2 separate regions of the Mus musculus genome follow, and region 1 is linked to region 2. Evidence: chromatin contacts called from public targeted proximity ligation data. All regions are on one chromosome and are shown on one strand. The core of a region is the stretch at or near the end of the contact, and the rest is flanking DNA. Distances in the headings are between cores, read along the strand shown.

Region 1 (5,796 bases), core at 2,776-5,275, 86 kb after region 2:
AAACAAACAAACAAACAAACAACTAATAACTGGGGATGGAGAGATGGCTCAGTAGTTAAGAACACTTATTGCTCTTGTAGAGGTCCTGGATTCAGTTCCAGCACCCACATGGCCACCTACAACCAGCTGCAGTTCCAGTTCCTGGGGATCTGACACCCTCTTCTGACCTCCAGGGCCTCATGTATGCATATGGCGCACATATGCACATGAAGTTTCACACTCATACACATACATTAAAAAACGAAATCTTGGGACTCAGAGGTTAATATTCTTCTGGAAGATCTCAGCTCAGTTCCCACAAGTTGGCTCACAATGACCCAAAACTCTAGTTTCTCATCTGATATACATCTTGGCCTCTTAGGGCACCAGGGACACGTGTGCTATGCATACATATAATATTGCAACATAATCATACACATTAAATAATTTAAAAAATAGCTATTTTTTAAAAACTATTTTTAAGTTATTTAAAAATAGCTATCAAATGCTGGGTGGTGATGGTGCACACCTTTAATCCTAGCACTCAGGAGACATAGGCAGGTGAATCTTTGAGTTAGAGGCCAGCCTGGTCTATAGATTGAGTTTCAGGTTGACCAGGGCTACACAGAAAAATCCTGACTTGAAAAACCATTAAGCCGGGCTGTGGTGGTGCACACCTTTAATCCCAGCACTTGTGGGGCAGAGGCAGGCAGATTTCTGAGTTCGAGGCCAGCCTGGTCTACAAAGTGAGTTCCAGGATAGCCAGGGCTACACCCTGTCTTAAAAAAACAAAACAAAACAACAACAAAAACTAAACTAAACAAACAAACAAACAAACAAAAAAGAAGTTAGATGGAAGATGCTTTCTTAATTTTATGAGGCCTTGTGGATATGGAGATAGATCTAGATTTTACTAATGTTTCCCTTCTCCAGAGGAGCAGCTTAGAGGAGCCCCAGATGGGGCTATTATTGGGTTTTCCAGATTCAGTGTCTGTCTGCTACTGCAGACATGATGTCTTTCTCTGTTGTCTCCTTTGTATTCTGCCTCGTTCCCCAATGAGAAACCATTAAAAAAAAAAAAAAGGTTCTTTTTGGGGACTTTTGGGACCCTTGGTAACTCATCAAAATCTGTGACATAAGGCTGGAGATAAAACTTAGTTGGTAGAGTTTTTTGCGTGGCGTGTTCAGGTCCGGGGTTCGTTCCTTAGGACTCAGGTCAGGAGACAGATATGGAATTTCCTTTTCTGTAAGATGAAAAGAAGGAGATGGTATGGAATTCTTCTTACAGCATTATGAGAATAATGTAAATCAACATGCATACCTTCTTCCTAATAAACTCCAACTTCTGCATCGTGAATAGTACAGTGTGCTCAATGTATAGTAAAAATTGTATGTATGAATTATTTCCATGAACTGCTTGCTAACTCTAGGTTAAGTGTTCTATAAGTCACACACAACGCCACAAGGTGGGCCCTAATTTGCATTTAATAGGCAAGTTCAGACAGGGTTAGTGCTGTGTGCAGGGGCACATAGTCCAACAGCGTCAACATTCTCACTGCAATCTGTTCTGAGAAACCTCATGTCTTTATCAGCAGTTTGTTCTTTCTGCTACCAGGAAGGGTGGGTTAGTAAACTGTGTTTTAAGGCTTGGAGAGGAGCTGAGGGGGGTTTTCCAAGCAGGGAAACAGCAGGAGTAAAAGCTGGTAGTGAAGTGTGGGACAGCAGGGTGGGACTAGGGCAGGAAGGGTGGACACTGAGGTCCCAGAGGAATACAGGTTTCAGGATCAGCTTTGGAAGGCAAAGCCTGGTGAATGCGCCCAATTTTTCCCCTCCAAGGGGAGGCAGTGGGCTCAAGAGCAATGAGCATGGGCAGCTGTCAGTCTCTTTCTTGGACTTCCTACCTCATACTATTCCCAGTCCTTTGCCCTATCCAGTCTTCACTCTTCCATGATACTAATAAATGAGAGAAACAACTGAAGTTAATGTATTATAGTTAGTCCCGCCCACTGGTCCCTTGGAGAGTGGACAGGTTGATGGTCTGCAAACACTGTTCTGCTCAATCTGGGGCCCTAGGAGGTTGAACCTTGTGTCTAGGGGAGGGCCTGAAAATGAGAGGTACTTCCACACAGGGATTGGGAGAAGGGAAGGGCTGCTTCCAAGTGTTTCCCCGTCTATCTCTGCACCTGCCATGCCTGCTCGACTCCGGTTTGAGAATCATCCAACAGCCTATAGTATGATCAGAGATTTCCACACTCCCCAAGTGGGATGGGGCAGTTCAGCCCACCCAAGCCCAGGGTAAGAACTCAGGACACCTAGAGCTCTTTAATCACAGATTAGAGCCTAGAAGGAAACAAGTCAAAATCCAAGAAGAAGCCTGGGCAAAGTGGATTAGTCAGGGCCAGGATGATTGGATGAGCCTGAGAAATGTAAAGGGTGTGGACGAGGAAGACTAGGAAAAAGAGGAAGAAGGGCTGGGGTGTGACTCAATGGTCTAGTAAGTGCAAAACGTTGTCTTTATTCGTTACTACGCAGACAGCCCCAAAGGGTGGCTGTTCATAGGGTTTGAGCCCTGCCTTTCTGGGTGCCCCAAATAAATGTACCCTAAGAAAACAGAGTACTGTAACATCAAGGCAAAATTTTTGCTCTGACCCCAAATCAAATGATCTGACACCCCCGCCCCCTACCCCAATTCACCAATTCAGCTGTTAGTGTCCAGGAAACAAGGGATCCCAGTCTCTGGGAGTAATTGTAGCCACTTTCAGCCAACCAGCCAATCCTGGAACTAATCCAAGTTCTGCCACAGTTCCTAGGCAGATTTTTATCTATTTAGACCAGGCTGGTGTGAAGTAATGAGCCAGGCTGATGGCCAAACAAGACTGGGCATATGATACTGGGCAATCACAGAAAAAAGACCAGCAGAGACCAGCTGGAAGCTGCTGTACGTGGGTCACATGTTGCCTCTGGGGCCTACCCCTTACCCGGTGGGACCTTCATTTCTAAAATGCGGCATCAGCCCCAACTCTCTGCTTTATACAGACTTTGCCTAAAAGATGACTTTGTATATGACGGCATCTTAGGTTTGCACTTTTGAATGCTGGTATTTAAAAGAGGGCTGGGGACATGGTTTGGTACTTAAGCTCTTGCTCTCGTACGTGAGGACTTGAGTTCTGGTGTCCAGAATTGAGGCGAAAGGTGGGCATGGTATTCTGGTCTGTAACCCTATCACTGGGAGATGGGGTGGGGATAGAGAGCTCCCAGAGCTCTCTGGCCTGACAGTCTAGCCCATTGGTGAGCCAGATCAAGTAAAAGAACAGGTGGACAATGATAGAGAAAGACAGGTGACTTTGGCCTCTGGCCTTCACATGCATGGGCATAGTCTTGTACACACATACACACACGTGCACATGCATAAACATGCACACAGATACAAGTACACACAAGTAATAATAAAAACAGGACTTGTGTGTGTGGGCTGGGAATGTAGCAAGTCCTGGACTTGCCATATCATAAGCCTGGTGTGGTGGCACACAACTGAAACCCCAGAACTCAGGAGGTGGACCCAGGAGAATCTAAACAGAACTCAGGAGGTGGACCCAGGAGAATGGAGGAGGTGGACCCAGGAGAATCTAAAGTTCAAGGTCATCCTCCCATTGACGGCTTTATTCCAGGACAGCCTGGGCTACACAAGAAGTCACCCTCCTGGTGACTATTTAAGGTCCATCCATCCATCCATCTCCTGGAATCTGGCAGCCCTTACTGAGCTGTAGTCACATGGGACTGCAGTGTGGGGCACTTGGTACCCTCCCCGAGGAAGGAGCTTCAGCTTAAAGCTCACTACTCCTGTCCACCCAAAGTGGAAGGCTTTGATTTTTTTTTTCAGCCATGCAGTATAGCCTGCTCTGTGTGTTTTTTCCTGTGTGTGCCGTCTCTTCCAGGATACACAGCTGCCAGGCAGCCGGTGCTCTGTCCCCTTGCTCAGGCAGCCAGGCCGTGGGGAGGACTGGAATGTGAAAAGCCAGGGAGAAGAATGACAGTGCATTTTCTATTTGCAAGCCTGCGAGTCTGGCTCGCCACTTGAATTTCAAGTGGGCCCTTCAGGCAGATAGGGATGTCAGGTGAGAGAGTGGAGGCAGCCAATCTGAATTGTCTAAATTCCTAGAAAATAAATTCTAGGAATTTAGCTGTAGGAGTAAGGTGGGTCAGGTAGGGCAAATTCACTGTAGGGGGTGGGGGCCTGGTGTGGGTAGGCTTCCACTTTTTTTTTCCTGTTTGCACACCATATTTTCCTTCAAACTATTTTCCTATTGAATCTAATAGACAAGCTTTGAACTAAGGTTTTTATTTTTTCTTTAACTGAGCTGCAGATCTCTTTTAGAGGAAAAAAAAAAAGCCACTCCCTTTAACCACTGTTTTTGGTTACTGCTCTTTGTTTGGAGTAATTACTACCCTTAAAAGTGGGAAATTACAGATTACAGATTATCAGAAGGAAATAAGTGCTTTGGATTAGCCAGACTCTTGCCCCTGGATGGCCATTCCAGGCCTTGCCAGTCTCCCAGGTACAAAGCCCTGTACTACATGTTCTGCAAACACTCCCTTTCCTTGTTTCCAGAGAGGAAACGGTTGGATCCTGTGTGTCACTTGTCAGGTTCTTGTTACATAACCATGGAAAACCTTTGATAGGGTTTGCTGGTCACAGGAATGAGTACAGGGAACAACATGGGGTCGTGGCTTGTCTTTTATCCACTGTGCCCTGACAGCGGATTGAACTTGGAGTGTATTTTCTAGCACTGATTTAATATTCACTAGAAAGATTTATAAGTTGGATGGGGTGGTGTCTTAGGGTTTCTATTCCTGCACAAACATCATGACCAAGAGGCAAGTTGGCGAGGAAAGGGTTTATCTGGCTTACACTTCCATACTGCTGTTCATCACCAAGGAAGTCAGGACTGGGACTCAAGCAGGTCAGGAAGCAGGAGCTGATGCAGAGGCCATGGAGGGATATTCCTTACTGGCTTGTTTCCCCTGGCTTGCTCAGCCTGCTCTCTTATAGAACCCAAGACTACCAGCCCAGAGATGGTCCCACCCACAAGGGGCCTTTCCCCCTTGATCACTAATTGAGAAAATGCCTTACAGTTGGATCTCATGGAGGCATTTCCCCAACTGAAGCTCCTTTCTCTGTGATAACTCCAGCCTGTGTCAAGTTGACACAAACTAGCCAGTAGAGGTAGGGTGGCTGGAGAGAGAACTTAGTGGCTAAGAGTGACTCCGGATCTTTGGGAGGACCAAAGTTTGATTCGCAGCACCTACATTGGGTAGCTGACATTCATTTGCTACTCCAGCTCCAGGGGATCTGACTTTCTCTTCTGGCCTCCTTGGGTATCTGAACTCATGTGGCATATACTCACAGATACACATACCCATTTAAAAACAATCTTTGTGGGGTAGGGTGGCACATACCTTTGATTCCAGCTGATTAATCAGGAAGCAGAGGCAGGTGGATCTCTGAGAGTCTGCGGGCAATCAGAGCTACACAGCGAGTTCCAGGACAGCCAGCGCCACATAGTGATACCCCGTCTCAAAAACCAAAACAAAAAATTTGGATGAGAATGCTGTGGTGGGACGGCCTGACTGTTGGTTTACGCAGAGAGGGAAGCCTCGTGGAGGTACCTCAGCTTGCCCATACCTCATCAAGACCTGGGGAACCCTTGACCCCCAGGCTCCTCTCTACTGTTTACTGCAATGGTTGTCAGTTTCTGCGAGGTCATGATTGGCCTTGCCAGTCACTCTCAGCAGCCCTCTGGCTTTGATGCAGCCTTC
Region 2 (5,600 bases), core at 2,902-5,401:
GGGAGAACTGACTGTACTGTGGTTACAGGCTGTTCAGATATGAACTCTGTAGAGACTGGTAAGAGTGACTGACACCTGGGCGTTGCTGCTGCCTCAGACCTCATTTTGGTTCATCTGTAGCACTGCTAGGTGCTTTCGGTTTCTTCCCCTTACTAGGCTCTATCCCAGGTCTCTCATGCCTCCTTTTCTCTGGTTGCCTTGGGAGGATCCTTTAAAGTTACTAAGATGACAAAGTGACATCCAACTTCTCTTATTAGAAAGCCATCTTCTTTTCTTTTTTTCTTTTTGTGTGTGTTTTGTTTTGTTCTGTTTTTTTTGTTTTTTCAAGACAGGGTTTCTCTGTGTAGCCCTGGCTGTCCTGGAACTCTCTGTAGACCAGGCTGGCCTCGAACTCAGAAATCCACCTGCCTCAGCCTCCCAAGCGCTGGGATTAAAGGTGTGTGCCACCAATGCCCGGCAAACTTTTATCTTTAATTAACATTTACATAATACTCAGTTTTGACTGTGACCTAGGCTCTTTCCTCCCCCAACACCTTGATTTCCATCTGAATCCTCATGTCTCTAGAATTTCAGCTTATACTTTCATGTACGTTCTACTACCCCTTCCTCAACCCCACCCCCTGAAGTCTCTCTCCTGATCTCATGGGCCCCTTAGAAAAACCATTTCTTCAATTTACCTTTTTTTCTTCCCAGGAGACGGGTTTATGTGCTGACTTCCACCCAAGTGGGGCAGTTGTGGTTGTAGGACTGAACACAGGGAGGTGAGAGAATGCCAGACCTCCTAGGAAGAAAAGCAGGGAAGTCTAGGAAGGGTTCTTGGTAACGGGGACAGGGACAAGAGGTGACCAAGGCTAACTAAAGTGTTGAACCACACCTTTCGGGTGCTTCTCTGTAACCCAGGCCTCCCCTCTCCTGCTGTCACCAAGTCTTCCCCATGTATACTCTTCAGTCTGGTAGCAGCCCAGGATGGGGAAGCAGTGGGCTTGGGAGGGGTGGATGTGGGTGGGCGAACAGGGAAGTGCCAGGCTGACTGACTCCACAAGGTTTCTGTGGTTGGCCTGGTCTGCAGTTTCTGACTTCTTTCTCAGGAGACATCAGAAGCCCCTCAGCACTTCTATGCCCTTAGCCTCATCCCATCCCCCAGCCTCCTTCCAGACACCACAGCCTGATATTCTGTCTTCTTGCTGACTCTTTGCTCAGAGCCTCCCTGGGGGTAGGCTCACATCTTGCCTCCTTGCTTCCTTCCCTTTTCCTTTCAGGTGGTTGGTTTTGGACACAGAGACCAGAGAGATTGTATCCGATGTCACTGACGGCAATGAACAGCTCTCAGTTGTCCGGTACAGCCCAGGTGGGAGCCACCCCCACCCTGGACCTGGGTCCTGCTCTGGCTCTTCTTTATCTGAATAAGTTTCTTTGTAGATGGGTTGTACCTGGCTATTGGTTCCCATGACAACATGATCTACATCTATAGTGTTTCCAGTTGTGGCACTAAGTCCAGCCGCTTTGGCAGATGTATGGTAAGGATGCTGGGGTGGAAGGTGGGATTTGTTAACTGTGGGCACAGTAACAGGGGTTTGATGCATTAAGGGCTAGCCTGGGGATGGGAAATGGTAGCCATCTTGTCAAATTCTTGACTCTTATTCCCCAGGGGCACTCCAGTTTTATCACTCACCTTGACTGGTCCAAGGATGGGAATTTCATCATGTCCAATTCTGGGGATTATGAGATTCTTTACTGTGAGTGGCAGGGAGATGGGGATCATTTAATTTTTTTTTTTTTTTTTTTTTTTGCATCAGGCTGGCTTAGAATTCTCTATGTGGCCCATGCTGTTTTTGCATTTGTCATCCTCCTAATTATGTCTCCTAAGAGATTATGTGGGTGCCGACAGGAGGTTTCTAGTCAGGAGGGCTGATGGTAGTAGAGGAACATCAAGCAGAGGGGCTGATGTGGAGGGAAATGGAGGTTGGAATTGGACATAGGGATAACCCGGTAAGTAGGTAAGCTACAGTTTCACACTCTATCTTCTCCAACAAGAACTCAAGGGAGTTGAAAAATGGACCAGGCATTGTGGTGCATGCCATTAATCCCAGCACTGGGGAGGCAGAGATACGTGGCTGGATCTTTATGAGTTCAAGGCCAGCCTGGTCTACATAGTGAGTTCTAGGGCAGCCAAGGCTGCATAGGAAGACTGTGCCTCAAAATACAAAACAAAGGAAAGGCCAGGCGTGGTGGCGCACACCTTTAATTCCAGCACTGGGGAGGCAGAGGCAGGTGGATTTCTGAGTTCAAGGCCAGCCTGGTCTACAAAGTGAGTTCCAGGACAGCCAGGGCTATACAGAGAAACCCTGTCTCGGAAAACCAAAAACCAAACCAAAACAACCCCCCCCCCCAAAAAAAAAAAACCAAACCAAAACAAACCAAAACAAAGGAAAAAGCCGGCTGCACCAAGAAGACAGTGCTTTAGGATAGCTCCTTAGGGCAAGTGGGGGAGGGGCAGCTGATGAGAAACTGTTAGTGCTTTATCCAGAGGCTCTAGGCATGTCTAAGGCTACATTCTCTGTTTCTGAGACAGGGTTCCCTCTGTCACCTGCGTTTGTAGACCAGGGTGGCCCCCAACTCAGAGATCTGTCTGCCCCACTAGGACTGGGATTAAGGATCTGCACCATCATGCAGGCCTAACTTAAAGCCAAGCCAAGTCAGTGAGAACTTGGGAAGCACACAGTGGGGTTCATAGTGGACGCTATGCCTATGATCAGTTCATGTCGTCAAGTGAGGGAAGAATGACGGCTGAGTAGGCGATTTCCACCTAGGGGATGTGGCTGGAGGCTGCAAACTGCTGAGGAACCGCTATGAGAGCAGAGACCGGGAGTGGGCTACCTATACCTGTGTGCTGGGCTTCCACGTCTATGGTGAGCCAGGATCTGGAATCCGTTAGGAGGGCTGGGGAAACAAGGAAGAACCCATTCTGCCCTCAGAATCCTGGGCGTGTGCCACCTCGGGGTGGGGGTCATAGTGGCAAATCCAGGCTAGGAGGCCCCTTGGGATTGTCTGGAGCGCAGTGGCAACCTGAAGACCTGAAACACTGCAACTCTAGGTTGTGGTAGCAGCCTGACTCAGGCCACCTGTTGTGTTAGGTGTGTGGCCTGATGGCTCTGATGGGACAGACATCAACTCCCTTTGCCGCTCCCACAATGAACGGGTGGTGGCTGTGGCAGACGACTTCTGCAAAGTACACCTCTTTCAGTACCCATGTGCTCGAGCCAAGGTGAGGCTTCAGGGGACCATTGGGCCCAGGTGGGTAGGTTTGGTACCCTGCCATTGCTGCAACCAGTTGTTTTTTTTTTTTTTTTCTCTCATCTAGGCGCCAAGTCGTATGTACTCAGGCCATGGCAGCCATGTGACTAGTGTCCGGTTCACGCACGACGACTCATACCTTGTCTCCTTAGGTGGCAAGGATGCTAGCATCTTTCAGTGGCGAGTGCTGGGGGCAGGGAGCTCTGGGCCCGCTCCTGCCACACCATCTAGAACGCCCTCTCTGTCCCCTGCCTCCTCCCTGGACGTGTGATTGATGCTGGATGGTCTTGTCCCTCTGGTACTGTGGTCTGGCCCCACCCTGGCCAAAACCCCTAGGACCAAGGACAGTCTTTTCCTGTGCTGGCTTTTTCTTTGACTTCATACATTCCCAATTGCGCATTTTTCTGGAGGGGCTAACCACCCCACTGCACACAAAATAACAACAGACTTGCTGGCTGAGCCAGGCAACCCAGCTCCGACACCCTCTGCTCGGTGAGGGGCAATAAAAAGAAAAAAGTAACTGCCTGGTGCTTTTGTGCGGCGGGTCCCCTCAGGGGCCCAGTTGTGTTAGGATGAAAGAAAAAAGTGCAGGGCGGGAAGAGAAAAGGGAGTTCAGACCAAATATGCAAATAACAGGCAAAGCGGCTTGCAAATAACCTCAAGAAGAGTGAGGGCGCGCGCGCGCCTTTCGACGCCACTGCCGGGGAGCTGCTAGGACCCATAGTGCAAAGAGTTAATTCCGGCTCCTCACCGCCCTCAGGGGCGGGGTCGAGCTGCAACGGAAATAACCGAGCGCGAGGCCGCGGCTGAGCGAAAGGAGCCGAGTTCCTTCCGGAAGTGGCCGATCTGCGGGGTCTTGCTCTCCGACCTGAGCCGAGCGCTGGGCCTTGTTCTCCGGATCGGCCGAAGGTGTTCCGGAAGGAGGCGAACCCGGACGCGGGCAGGGCAAACCTTGCCAGCGGTTGGCACCGCACGACGTCTGCTGGGACTCGGTGAGGACGCTAGGAGCTGGAACCTCACTCCGGTCAGGCAGGAATCGAGCTCGTTCCGGAAGAAGCCGAGTAGACCGGAGCTGGCCTCGGTGTCCCGGCGTGAGGCTATAGCAGTGTCGTCGTCGCGCGGGCAGTGATGAGCCGCGGCGGCTGAGCGAGCAGAGGTGCCGGCTGCTCGGGCCCCATCGACACTTCCGCGAAGCGTCAGCCACGCGCTGGGGGCTTCGTCTGGAGCTGAGCTTTGCCCCCGCGAGCCTCCGGGACCTCTTTGTGTGGCCGGAGGCGGCGGCGGGAACGGCCATGGCGGCTAACATGTACCGGGTGGGAGGTGAGTACCCTGAGCGGAAGAGGCTGAGGCCGGGATCAGGGAGACTCGGTGTCCGCAGGCGCGGGGGAGCCACATCTGGGGTCGTGTGGGCCGCGGCACCGACCGGAACCGGAATCAAGAGCCATGGTTCCGCGGCGGCGACGCTATCGGGCGCAGAGTCTACCGCAGAGGCTTACCTGCAGCCGTAACGGTGCTCTTGAGACCTGTGACTGGATCGCCGGGCTGGAAGTGGCCTTGGCTTTGGAAGGGGCCCGAGTGACCCACCGTCCGGCCAGCCGCGCTAGGGGCTAGGCGCGCAGGGGTTTTCTTTTCTGTGGCGGCTTGTGCGTTCGCGAAGGTGGGGCCTGAACAGTTTACTCAATTCTCCTATACAAGGATGCAACTTGAGTGCAAAGTTGTATGGACTCCAGGGAAATTCTTGTTCTTGTTTCTTAAGTCTCACTTTTGAGTGAAGATCTGACTTTAGAACTGGGTGTTGCAGGGGTAGGGGGTAAAAACTCATTTCCTTTTTCTTCTTTTTTCCTTGTTTCTTTTTAGACAAGGTTTATTCTCTGTGTAGTCTTGGCTGTCCTGGGACTCATACTGTAGACCAGGCTGTCCTCGAACTCAGAGATCCGCCTGCCTCTGCCTCCTGACTGCTGGAATTAAAGGTGTGTGACACCACTGCCTGGCAAAGTATTTCCATAATATCTCTTTTCCTTCCTTCCTTTTTTTTTTTTTTTTTTTTCTTTTTTTCTCTCTTCTCTTCCCCCACCCCCCATTTCCTTTTTGAGGCAGGTTTCCCCCTTGTTTCTTTTGAGACAAGGTTTCTCTGTGTAACCCTGGCTGTCCTGGAACTTGAGCTGTAGACTTGGCTGGCTTTGAACCAAGAGCCTGCTTTGGTCTCCCAGACTGCTGGGATTAAACGCATATGCCACCACTGTCCAGCTAATGACTAGTACTTATTTTCTTAACTCTCTCCTCTTGCTCATCTCCACTTCATCTCT

Evidence for each region.
Region 1: a targeted proximity ligation map of embryonic stem cells shows a contact between it and region 2, with 5 read pairs. A contact is called at or near these places in 1 of 39 promoter capture datasets (macrophages), 3 of 130 datasets of targeted methods (the SCID.adh cell line, embryonic stem cells and intestinal villus epithelium) and 3 of 9 other capture datasets (adipose tissue, liver and pancreatic islet).

Annotation. Positions count from the first base shown.
Region 1 is chr19:9,024,001-9,029,796 of GRCm38.p6, forward strand. It overlaps a transcript of Ahnak not described here. Among named protein-coding and RNA genes, the nearest start is that of Ahnak, 38 kb to the left of the region's middle.
Region 2 is chr19:8,937,769-8,943,368 of GRCm38.p6, forward strand. It overlaps Mta2 (metastasis-associated gene family, member 2), which reads left to right and starts at 4,152. Exons shown (of 18, transcript NM_011842.3): 1 at 4,152-4,614. The coding sequence starts at 4,587. Eml3 (echinoderm microtubule associated protein like 3) reads left to right here. Exons shown (of 22, transcript NM_144872.1): 16 at 694-761; 17 at 1,260-1,348; 18 at 1,420-1,517; 19 at 1,649-1,736; 20 at 2,811-2,909; 21 at 3,135-3,265; 22 at 3,362-3,814. The coding sequence ends at 3,565. It overlaps Gm10353 (predicted gene 10353), which reads right to left and starts at 4,622. Exons shown (of 4, transcript NR_165499.1): 1 at 2,884-4,622; 2 at 678-781.